2 separate regions of the Mus musculus genome follow, and region 2 is linked to region 1. Evidence: chromatin contacts called from public promoter capture Hi-C data. All regions are on one chromosome and are shown on one strand. Each heading gives the region's core, a stretch centred on a gene start, on an enhancer-like site or on the middle of the called end of the contact. The rest is flanking DNA. Distances are from core to core; before and after follow the strand shown.

What was found. Capture Hi-C pulls out chosen DNA fragments and counts their contacts.
Region 2: a contact with region 1 is called in a promoter capture Hi-C map of pancreatic islet. The contact joins two enhancer-like sites. A contact is called at or near these places in 3 of 484 Hi-C or Micro-C datasets (CD4 T cells, embryonic stem cells and nephron progenitors), 2 of 115 datasets of contacts at active chromatin or transcription factors (embryonic stem cells and pancreatic cancer cells) and 4 of 9 other capture datasets (adipose tissue, embryonic stem cells, liver and 1 more).

What each region holds. Positions count from the first base shown.
Region 1 is chr7:123,297,452-123,302,345 of GRCm38.p6, reverse strand. Arhgap17 (Rho GTPase activating protein 17) reads left to right here. Exons shown (of 20, transcript NM_144529.2): 14 at 1,744-1,857; 15 at 4,760-4,851. Among named protein-coding and RNA genes, the nearest start is that of Arhgap17, 70 kb to the left of the region's middle. Within about 2 kb of position 1,890, at least 8 of the 459 cell types and tissues checked have an H3K27ac peak or open chromatin away from gene starts, as enhancers often do. A contact at or near this core is called in pancreatic islet, where this site is marked.
Region 2 is chr7:123,415,296-123,419,557 of GRCm38.p6, reverse strand. It overlaps Lcmt1 (leucine carboxyl methyltransferase 1), which reads right to left. Exons shown (of 11, transcript NM_025304.3): 7 at 1,220-1,340. Among named protein-coding and RNA genes, the nearest start is that of Lcmt1, 39 kb to the right of the region's middle. Within about 2 kb of position 1,672, at least 7 of the 459 cell types and tissues checked have an H3K27ac peak or open chromatin away from gene starts, as enhancers often do. A contact at or near this core is called in pancreatic islet, where this site is marked.

The DNA of each region.
Region 1 (4,894 bases), core at 641-3,140:
GAACTTAGTGTGTTGCGGTTTGCTCTTTCAGCTTGCATCTTTTTCTCTGTAACTTTTACTAATTATTTTTTAAATAATGGACATTCTGATGGTTTCAAGCTCAAAAGATACACATTGAAAAACCTCTTGTCTCTGGCCACCTCATTTGTCTGAGATAGGATATTGACAATTTCTTCAGTGTCTATCTACAAGAGCTTCTGTGTGAGTGAGTGTGTGTGTGTGTGTGTGTGTGTGTGCGTGCGCGCGCGCGTGTGTGTGTGTGTATGTATGTGTGTGAGTGAGTGTGTGTATGTGTGTGTGAGTGTGTCTGTGTGTGTGCATGTGTGTGTGTATGTATGTGTGTGAGTATGTGAGTGTGTGTGAGTATGTGTGTGTATGTGAGTGTGTATGTGAGTGTGTATGTGTGTGTGAGTGTGTATGTGTGTGTGTGAGTATGTGAGTGTGTGTGTGAGTACGTGAGAGTGTGTGTGTGTATGTGAGTGTGTGTGTGTATGTGTGAGTATGTGAGTGTGTGTGTGTATGTGTGAGTGTGTGAGTATGTGTGTATGTGAGTGTGTGTGTGTGTGTGTGTGTGTGTGTGCGCTCATATGCATGTATGTGCACGGGCACATGAAGTGCATTCATACATATTTTTCTCCCGTTGTCCACTTTTTAAAAATAATATTTTAACTTTTTGAGAATTTCATATGTGTACAGCACATTGTGATTCTATCTACCCCATTTACAGCCCATCTTCCCCGCACCCTTTGATTCTAGCCAGAATGATGTGTAAAGTTTATATGTCATTCTCCTTTGCCTGCTTGGTGCCATATCTTTGCTGAATACATCTTGGAGACTTTTCTGAATCACAACATGATTTTTTTGGTCACATAGATCAAGATAGACTATAATTTACCTAACTAGTTCCTTGTTAATAGGTAACTTGGTTATTCATGTATCGTTTTTTATACTACTTATACATAACAACACATGTCTATGTAATAAATCAAATATTTTCATAATTAAAATGAAGGTTTTCAAATACAGTTTCTTGAGGAGTTCGAGAGAGGACTGAAGGAGCTGAAGGAGTTTGCCACCCCTTAGGAAGAACAATAATAGCAACCAACCAGACCCCACCCCCACCACCCAGAGCTCCCAGGGATTAAACCACCAACCATAGTATACACATGGAGGGTCCCATGGCTCCATCTGTATATGTAGTAGAGGATAGCCTTGTTGGACATGAATGGGAGGAGAGGCTCTTGGTCCTGTGAAGGCTCGATGCCCCAGTGTAGGGGATTGCCAGGGTGGGTGGGTAATCACCCTCATAGAAGCAGGGGAGGGGGAGGGGATAGAGGGTTTCCAGAGGGGAAACTGGAAAAGGGGATAACATTTGAAATGTAAATAAAGAAAATATCCAATAAAAGGAAAAAAACCTACCTTTTTATTAAACATATATTGGGCCTACTATTAATCAGATTAATTAATGTAGGGGCAAAATAAATAGATTATAAAGGGAAAATGTAGAACTAGGTAAGGTTAAATCAGTGTGGTGATGTTGGTCCTGCTTTCTCCTTCCAACCCTTCGGTTTCTGTTTTGAATAAAGTGCATGAGGAGTGTGGGCAGCACTCCACATGAGTTGGGTCCCAGTCAGTGCCAGCCTGTCGGAAGTGCCTGAGCCATGTGTGGCCCGCACAGAGGCAGTGGAGGGGACAGGCCACAGTGCTCCAGAGATGCTCCTGGCCTTCTGTTTTGTCTTACAGGTATTTAATCAAGTTCCTTGCAAAGCTTGCCCAGACCAGTGACGTTAATAAAATGACTCCTAGCAACATAGCCATTGTCCTGGGCCCTAACCTCCTGTGGGCCAAACAAGAAGGGTAAGTGGCTCCTCCCACCTCATGCGTAAGCTTCTCCTTCCTGTGGTTAGCTTGGGTCGTGACAGATTTCAAGGGACATAGTCAAGTGCAGGTGACTTCCCATCCAGCTCATGTTTGGAAGCCACAGAAACACAGGAGATATTATCATCCCTACCTAAGAGACACAGAAACACAGGAGATATTATCATCCCTACCTAAGAGAGCCTCCAGGCCTGAGTTCTGAGTAGACAGGCAGCTTGGCAGCCCCTGTATGATGACAAGCTCGACACACATCTCTGTGTGGGTACCACAGGGATAGAGCCATGCCCCAAGCCCTTAAGTGTCTGTAGCTATGCCTAAGAATTTAACTGACATAAGCAAATTGACAAGAGAAAAACCTGTAGGTTTTTGCAAGTCCATGGGAAAATGAAGGCACAAAGAAACATTTGTAAAGAAACAAATGTTGCTCTACCTGGGCAGTGTATGTGAGCATGTGGCAAGATGGCCTTGGGCTGGACAGTTGAGTGTAGACATGTTAGGAAAACGAGGACTGTCCAACAGTTTATTTATTTGTAGAGACTGTCCTCATCATCCTGTCATGGCAGAAAAGAGTGTTTCTTTTCTCCAGTGTGGGGAAGGTGTCTTTCACAAGGTCACCTCCTGCCCTCAGGAACCCCCTCTGCCCCCTGCTATCTTCACATGCTTTTACCTCAGCATAGCCCTGTCCCACTGGGCACACATTGGGGTGTGCTGTTGTGCTCCTTCTGTGCTGACAGTGTAGGTAAGAGGGGGCTGTGGAGCGCCCTCCTCTGGGAGTAACACTTGCTAACTTTCGTGAATGAAGAGTTTCCTGCCCTTGGCACTGAAACCAGAGAAGTCACCCTAGTGAGGCACAGCTTAGATTCTGCCCTTTGAGGACAGTATGCATGGCCCTGGACAACTGGAAGATGCCTTGACAGACAGAGGTAGGCTGTGAAGGTCCTTGTATATATGGCTAACTTGTTTGGAACTTACTCTCCTGGGTCCTATGGGAATCATCAAGGCTCCTGTTCCATTATTAATATAAAATGCCTCTCATACGAACGACCATGTTTCAAACATCTGTTTCCCAGGTCATGGTCTTGTTTTGTGGGGTTGAGCTATTGAGAAGTGGGGCCTGCTTTGGAGGCAGGTTTTTAGGGGTTGTCTTTGAAGGTGATGCCTGGCCCCTGCTTTACCTCCATAAGAAAATCCTTCACAAAAGTATCCTGCTGCTGTGACAGTCCTTTCACCTGTATGGTAGAAACCATGAGCCCAAACGAATCTTTGCTTCCTTGAGTCAGTTTGCCATAACAGTGTGAAAGTCACTAATACTGTCCTAAGCAGAATGGCTTCGCACTGCTGCCTTTAGGAGGCCTGTGCTGGCATTGAACCGTGTGGGTTAAGTTGCAGAGGTAGACACAAGGGGTCAGCTGCGCAGCAAGTGCTCATCTGAGGGAGCTGAGTCTGAGAAGAACCAGCAATTTGCCCAGGGCTGCGTGGCAGGCCAGTGGTGGGTTATAAGCGCAGGCCACAAAGTCCATATCCTCACCTGTCACTCCGTCATTGCTGCTGATCAGCTTTAACGAATCAGTCATTCAGTTGCTTGTGTATGCCCAGTTTTGTTTCAGAAAATAGTTGCAAGCATACAATGTCATAAAGCAAAGTTACAGTTAAGTAGGAAGATGGGCTAAGTGCATAGATCATATAGCAAATAAACCCTGACCAAAAATACCCACATAGAAAGTAATGCGAGTTTTTAGTTGTGGGGACAAGAAGAGTCTTCAAAGGAAACAGACAAAATTCAAAAATCAGTATGGATTAGCTGATTAAAAATCAGAATATTTAACAGTAGTAGACACAGCTTTTTATAATGCCCAGAAATTTGTCAGGAAGCACCATAGATCAAAGCTAGGAAGAAGATGCTCCAAAAGTCTGTGAGATACCCAAAAGAAAGCTTTCTGAATCACCAGCAGTGTGTTTTTTTAAGTGAGCATGGGAGCTGATCCGAATCCTCACATGTGGAAGGGCAGAAGGGCACTTTGCCAGGAAAGCTTGTGTCATGCTGGAATGTGAAGGAGCTAGACGGTCTGCTGAGGCACAGTGACACTAGGACCAGGGACATTGGTTTGAGGCCATCAGAGCTGAATGTGAAGGCTCCTAGGAATCCAGTGATTTCTAAATCACGTCCCTTGTGCCCCAGACTTCATGATGTGACAGGTACATGAGAGAACAGCTTAAAAGTAGGAAGTGTTTATGTAAGCCTCGGGTGTCATCTGGCTGAGTGGCTGTGAGCATCTGACAAGGGAGACTCTCATGGCAGCAGGAGCAGGTGGCAGAAGTGTTAAATCAGAGAGCCAGAGAGGAAAGGGCCAGAGACCTTTAAAGGTCTTTAGAGGCACCACCAGTAAAATTCCTTCCCACAGATGTGAAGCAGCATCTGTCCCTTCTTCCAAGGTCCCAACCAAAACCTGAGGCATGATTCTGCCAAAGTTCAGTGGGGAACCAATAAATTATTTGGTTTCCTTTTAGAAACTTGGGGATGGGGAGTGATTATAGGGCTGTGACCACTCCCTCTGTAGCCAGCTGCATTAGAAGAGGGCGTCCCCCAAAGCCACATAGATAAAGCTCCCACTCTAGTCTCACTCAGCCTGTATGCTGCATCCCCTCAGCCCACACCAGGCCACCTCAGGCAGTTCCACTCTGCTGCGGAAGGATTGATAATACTGGGTAATTCTTCCTCTTGGGCTGTTACTGGCAAACTCATAGGATAGGGCCTTGTGGGTGATCTTTTTGTATCTGTTGTAAATATTTTATCCATTAGCAATTATCGAGATGCCCTGACAGCTTGCAGAGATGTGAGGCTGCCAAGGTGAAGCATTTTAATTGTGTGAACTTCTTGCAGAACGCTGGCTGAAATAGCGGCTGCCACATCGGTCCACGTGGTTGCAGTGATTGAGCCCATCATCCAGCATGCAGATTGGTTCTTCCCTGGAGGTACTCATGGGTCCAGGCTTACGGATGCTGAAGCTGTGCCACA
Region 2 (4,262 bases), core at 423-2,922, 120 kb before region 1:
ACACAGTGAAACTCTGTCTCAAACTAAGCAAGTAAATAATGTCGACATCTAGCATGCATTGTGTGTAGCATCTCAAGGATTTCTTCAACAGCAGAGAACTGTGGTAGAGAGGCAGCTTCATGGTGAAGTCTTCTATGCAAGCATGAACATCTGAGTTCCATGCTCAGGACCAATATCAAAAGCCAGTCTGGCCACCCGACACTATAATCCAGTACTTGGGGGTTAGAGACAGGAAGATCGCTGGAGCTATACTGGCCATTCAACCTAGCCAATGAGCTGCAGGTTCCAGGTTCCGTGAAAGAACCATTTCAAGGGAACGAGGCAGAGAGCAACAGAGGCCTCCACATGGTGGATATGGGTGTGTAACCTCACCCGTATCCCCAGCAGTAAACAACTAGTGCTCAGAAGAGTCTGAACAGCACACACTTACTAGCTGAGGGGCAGGGGGCCCTGGTGTAAACATACACACTAACTCTTGTGTCCCTCACACTAGGAAGCAGGGGCATTACTACTTTCAGGCAAGGAAACAGAGGCACAGAGAGTATGAACCCACAGAAGACTGGGGCTCAAGCTGGATCCTTTCAAAGCTCCAAAAAAGGCCTTTTCTGTAGCCACTGGAGCAATGTCAGTGGTTAGTGACTATAGGGATAGAGCACTTTATACTTACAATCCTGTATATCAGACTTCTCTTACAAAATTAGGAGCTCTTGCAACTCTAGGTCAAATGCCCACAAGAAGCTCCTGGCTGGACCTAAGGAGTGACCACTCCAGGCCCCTCAGTTCCCAACTCCGCATCATTCATAAGTAGCCTCTCCAGCCCCTCTCAGGCCACACCCTCTAAACCACCCAGCAGCCCCAGGTCCCTCAGTCCCCATCCTCCACACCATCACACAGTCAATGCCTTCTGTTCACCTTCCTTCCTGCCTGTCTATAAGGGACTTGAAGCTTGCTCTTCCTTCTAATATGGCCAAAATTATTTCAATTCATGTTCTACAAGTTTGTTAATAACATATGATAAAATAAAAATTGGAAAACTTTCCTGGAGAATCAAGGTCCAAAATCTCTGCTAACAGCTGGGGGTTAGCCCAGAAAGCAGGAGAACAGGGCTGCTAGAACAGATGGGAGAAGCACACGTGTGGCTGTGACAGAAGGAACTGAACAAGGACTGGGGCAAAGCTACTCTGAAAGCCCATCTGGAAGCCGCCTCTCAGGAACTTACCTGCTCATAGTTTATGAACATGGCTGTCTCAAAACTGCTGGCTGCCCATTTCAGGAGGTTGGCTGACTGCTCTGGAGTCATGTAAACCAGCACACATTCAGTTATCAGGAGTGTTGGCAATCTTAAGGAAAAACAGAGGAGGTAAACGTGTTTTCATCAAGACATCAACTTATGCAAACATCACAGAGCTGGTGCGTCATAGCCAAGAAATCCAGAATCAGCATGTGGCTTGATCCATGTCCAGTACAAGTGTCAAGAGACACAACTATGGAAAGGAGGACAAGGAGCTAGGGTCTGTCTATCTTAGGAAAATAAGGACATGGGGCAGACTGTAGAAAGGAAGACAGGTCTGCTGCTGCTGTGTGCCTACTGTCCATGGGCAACAGAACCCTGTAGTCTCTCCCATCACGAGAGATTATTCTCCTAGCCTGGAACTGGGGCTGGGTAGACCTTTGTTCTTGTCAAAGGGCAGCAGCAGACAGACAGTGTGGAGATCACACACACACTGAGCATGACCTGTTCCTACAATGGAATCCTGACAGAAATGAAAGAACTCCAGAAAGCCAGGGAATGGGAAGAAAATGAACGGACTTTGCTGCCAGCTGCCAGCTAGCCCGTCTGCTGGTCACTCAGGTGGGCCCTGGAGCTATCAGCAGTCTTGGCCTCAAGAAAGAACTGCAACTCACAGAATCCTTAGCAACATGTGAACTGTTTCAAACCTCTGAGCTGAAATACACAGAGATTATTATGTTCATTAACAGAATCTAATCCCATTAAGTGAAGGTTTGCCATAAGGAGATGAAAAACAATGGCTAAGTGGTTCAGAGCTTGCCTAGCAACCCAAAACCAAATACAAAATAATTAATTTAAAAAGCTGAACACATGTCATTTCAAATGGTTATATTCTTCGAGAAACTATTAGTATGCATTGATCTACCAGACACAAAGTAACAATACTTTATGAAACAGGAAAAACAATACATTTCTATAGTTACCCAGAAAGTATAATTCTTTTTGTAATATATTTTGTACAATTCCACATACATATGCCTTGCATATTGGGTACCCTCACCCACTCTATTACCCCTCCCCTTCCCCACTTCCAACAAATCTCTCACTTCACCTTTATTCATTTTGTTTTAAGTCCACCAAGATTCACTAGGCCACCTGCGTGAGCATGGGTTTCGAGCTATCTGCTGGAGCCTGATGTGCTCAGCAGCACAGCTGCAACTCTAAACAACCATCACTCCTTTCCCAAAATCCATCGATAGCCAGTAGTTGGGGTAAAGGGTAGGGCTCTGTGAGCCCCTCCTCCTTCCTTGACTGGTTGTTGATAGAGGGAGTCCTGTGTGGAGCAGTGCAGGACACCAGCTGGTGTGAATCAATGACTGCAATGGTGTGTCAGGTCTGGCAGGACAGCATTTCCTAGCCCTTTACCCTATCGTCTGGCTCTTACACTCCTCCCAGCCCCTCATCTATAATGCATCCTACACCTTAGCAGGGTGGTATGAGTGGCTTGTTTAGGGTGAGCCCACATCGTCACACTGCCAAACACTCCCTGTGTTTCTAGAACATCTCCACTTGCCTTTTCTAAGTTCATTCACATTCCTTCTCAGACTCCTTTGCTAGATCCTCATTTCCTCCTTTTACCCTTAAATAACAAGATTCTCATGACTGACAATTTCTCTCAAATTAAGTGGCTTCCTTTTGTCTTTAACTTTAGATTATTGAACAAATAAACTACATGAACTCAGATGGTAAAAAAAAGAAGAAACTGATTTTAAAAAAAGAACATAGTACATCTTTCAAATGTATTACAACAAAAAGTGTAATAATTTCTATACACTGAGATTAGAAGTTATTTGTAGCTTTTCCTCTAAGAACCATAAGCAACGACTAAAATTATAGAAATGTAATAGCAGTTTAAGTCCTTCTGTTTTTTGAGACAGCCTCACTTTGAAGACCAGGCTGGTGATCAGTTCCTGAGGCTCCAGCCTAAGTCTGGCACTGCAACATACACACCACACTGAGGCTGGCACTGCGGCAATACACCACCACACTGAGGCTGGCACTGCAGACATACACACCACACTAAGGCTGGCACTGCAGCATACACCACCACACTGAGGCTGGCACTGCAGACATACACACCACACTAAGGCTGGCACTGCAGCATACACCACCACACTGAGGCTGGCACTGCAGACATACACACCACACTAAGGCTGGCACTGCAGCATACACCACCACACTGAGGCTGGCACTGCAGACATACACACCACACTAAGGCTGGCACTGCAGCATACACCACCACACTGAGGCTGGCACTGCAGCATACACCACCACACTAAGGCTGGCACTGCAGCATACACCACCACACTGAGGCTGGCACTGCAGCATACACCACCACACTAAGGCTGGCACTGCAGACATACACATCATACTAAAGCTGGCACTGCAGACATACACACCACACTGAGGCTGGCACTGCAGACATACACACCACACTAAGGCTGGCACTGCAGCATACACCACCACACTGAGGCTGGCACTGCAGACATACACACCACACTAAGGCTGGCACTGCAGCATACACCACCACACTGAGGCTGGCACTGCAGACATACACACCACACTAAGGCTGGCACTACAGTATATACCACCACACTGAGGCTGGCACTGCAGACATACACACCACACTGAGGCTGGCACTGCAGACATATACATCATACTAAGGCTGGCACTGCAGCATACACCACCACACCTGGCCATTTCTCACACTTTTGTTTTCAGTACTAAGAATTAAAACTAGGGGTGTGTGTACACTAGGCAAGTACTCTATCTTTGGGCTATATCTCCAGTCCCATTTCTCAGATTTTTAAAAGTCAGTTATCATTGATATAAACTTGTAACATGGCTTGTTGGGTTCTGATATTATCCCAGTACTCAGAAGAGAAACTGTAGAAACACAGACATATGAAATCAGCTGCTACAGTCACATCCTAGTACACTACCAGAACCCCTATCTGTACAGTGGGACATA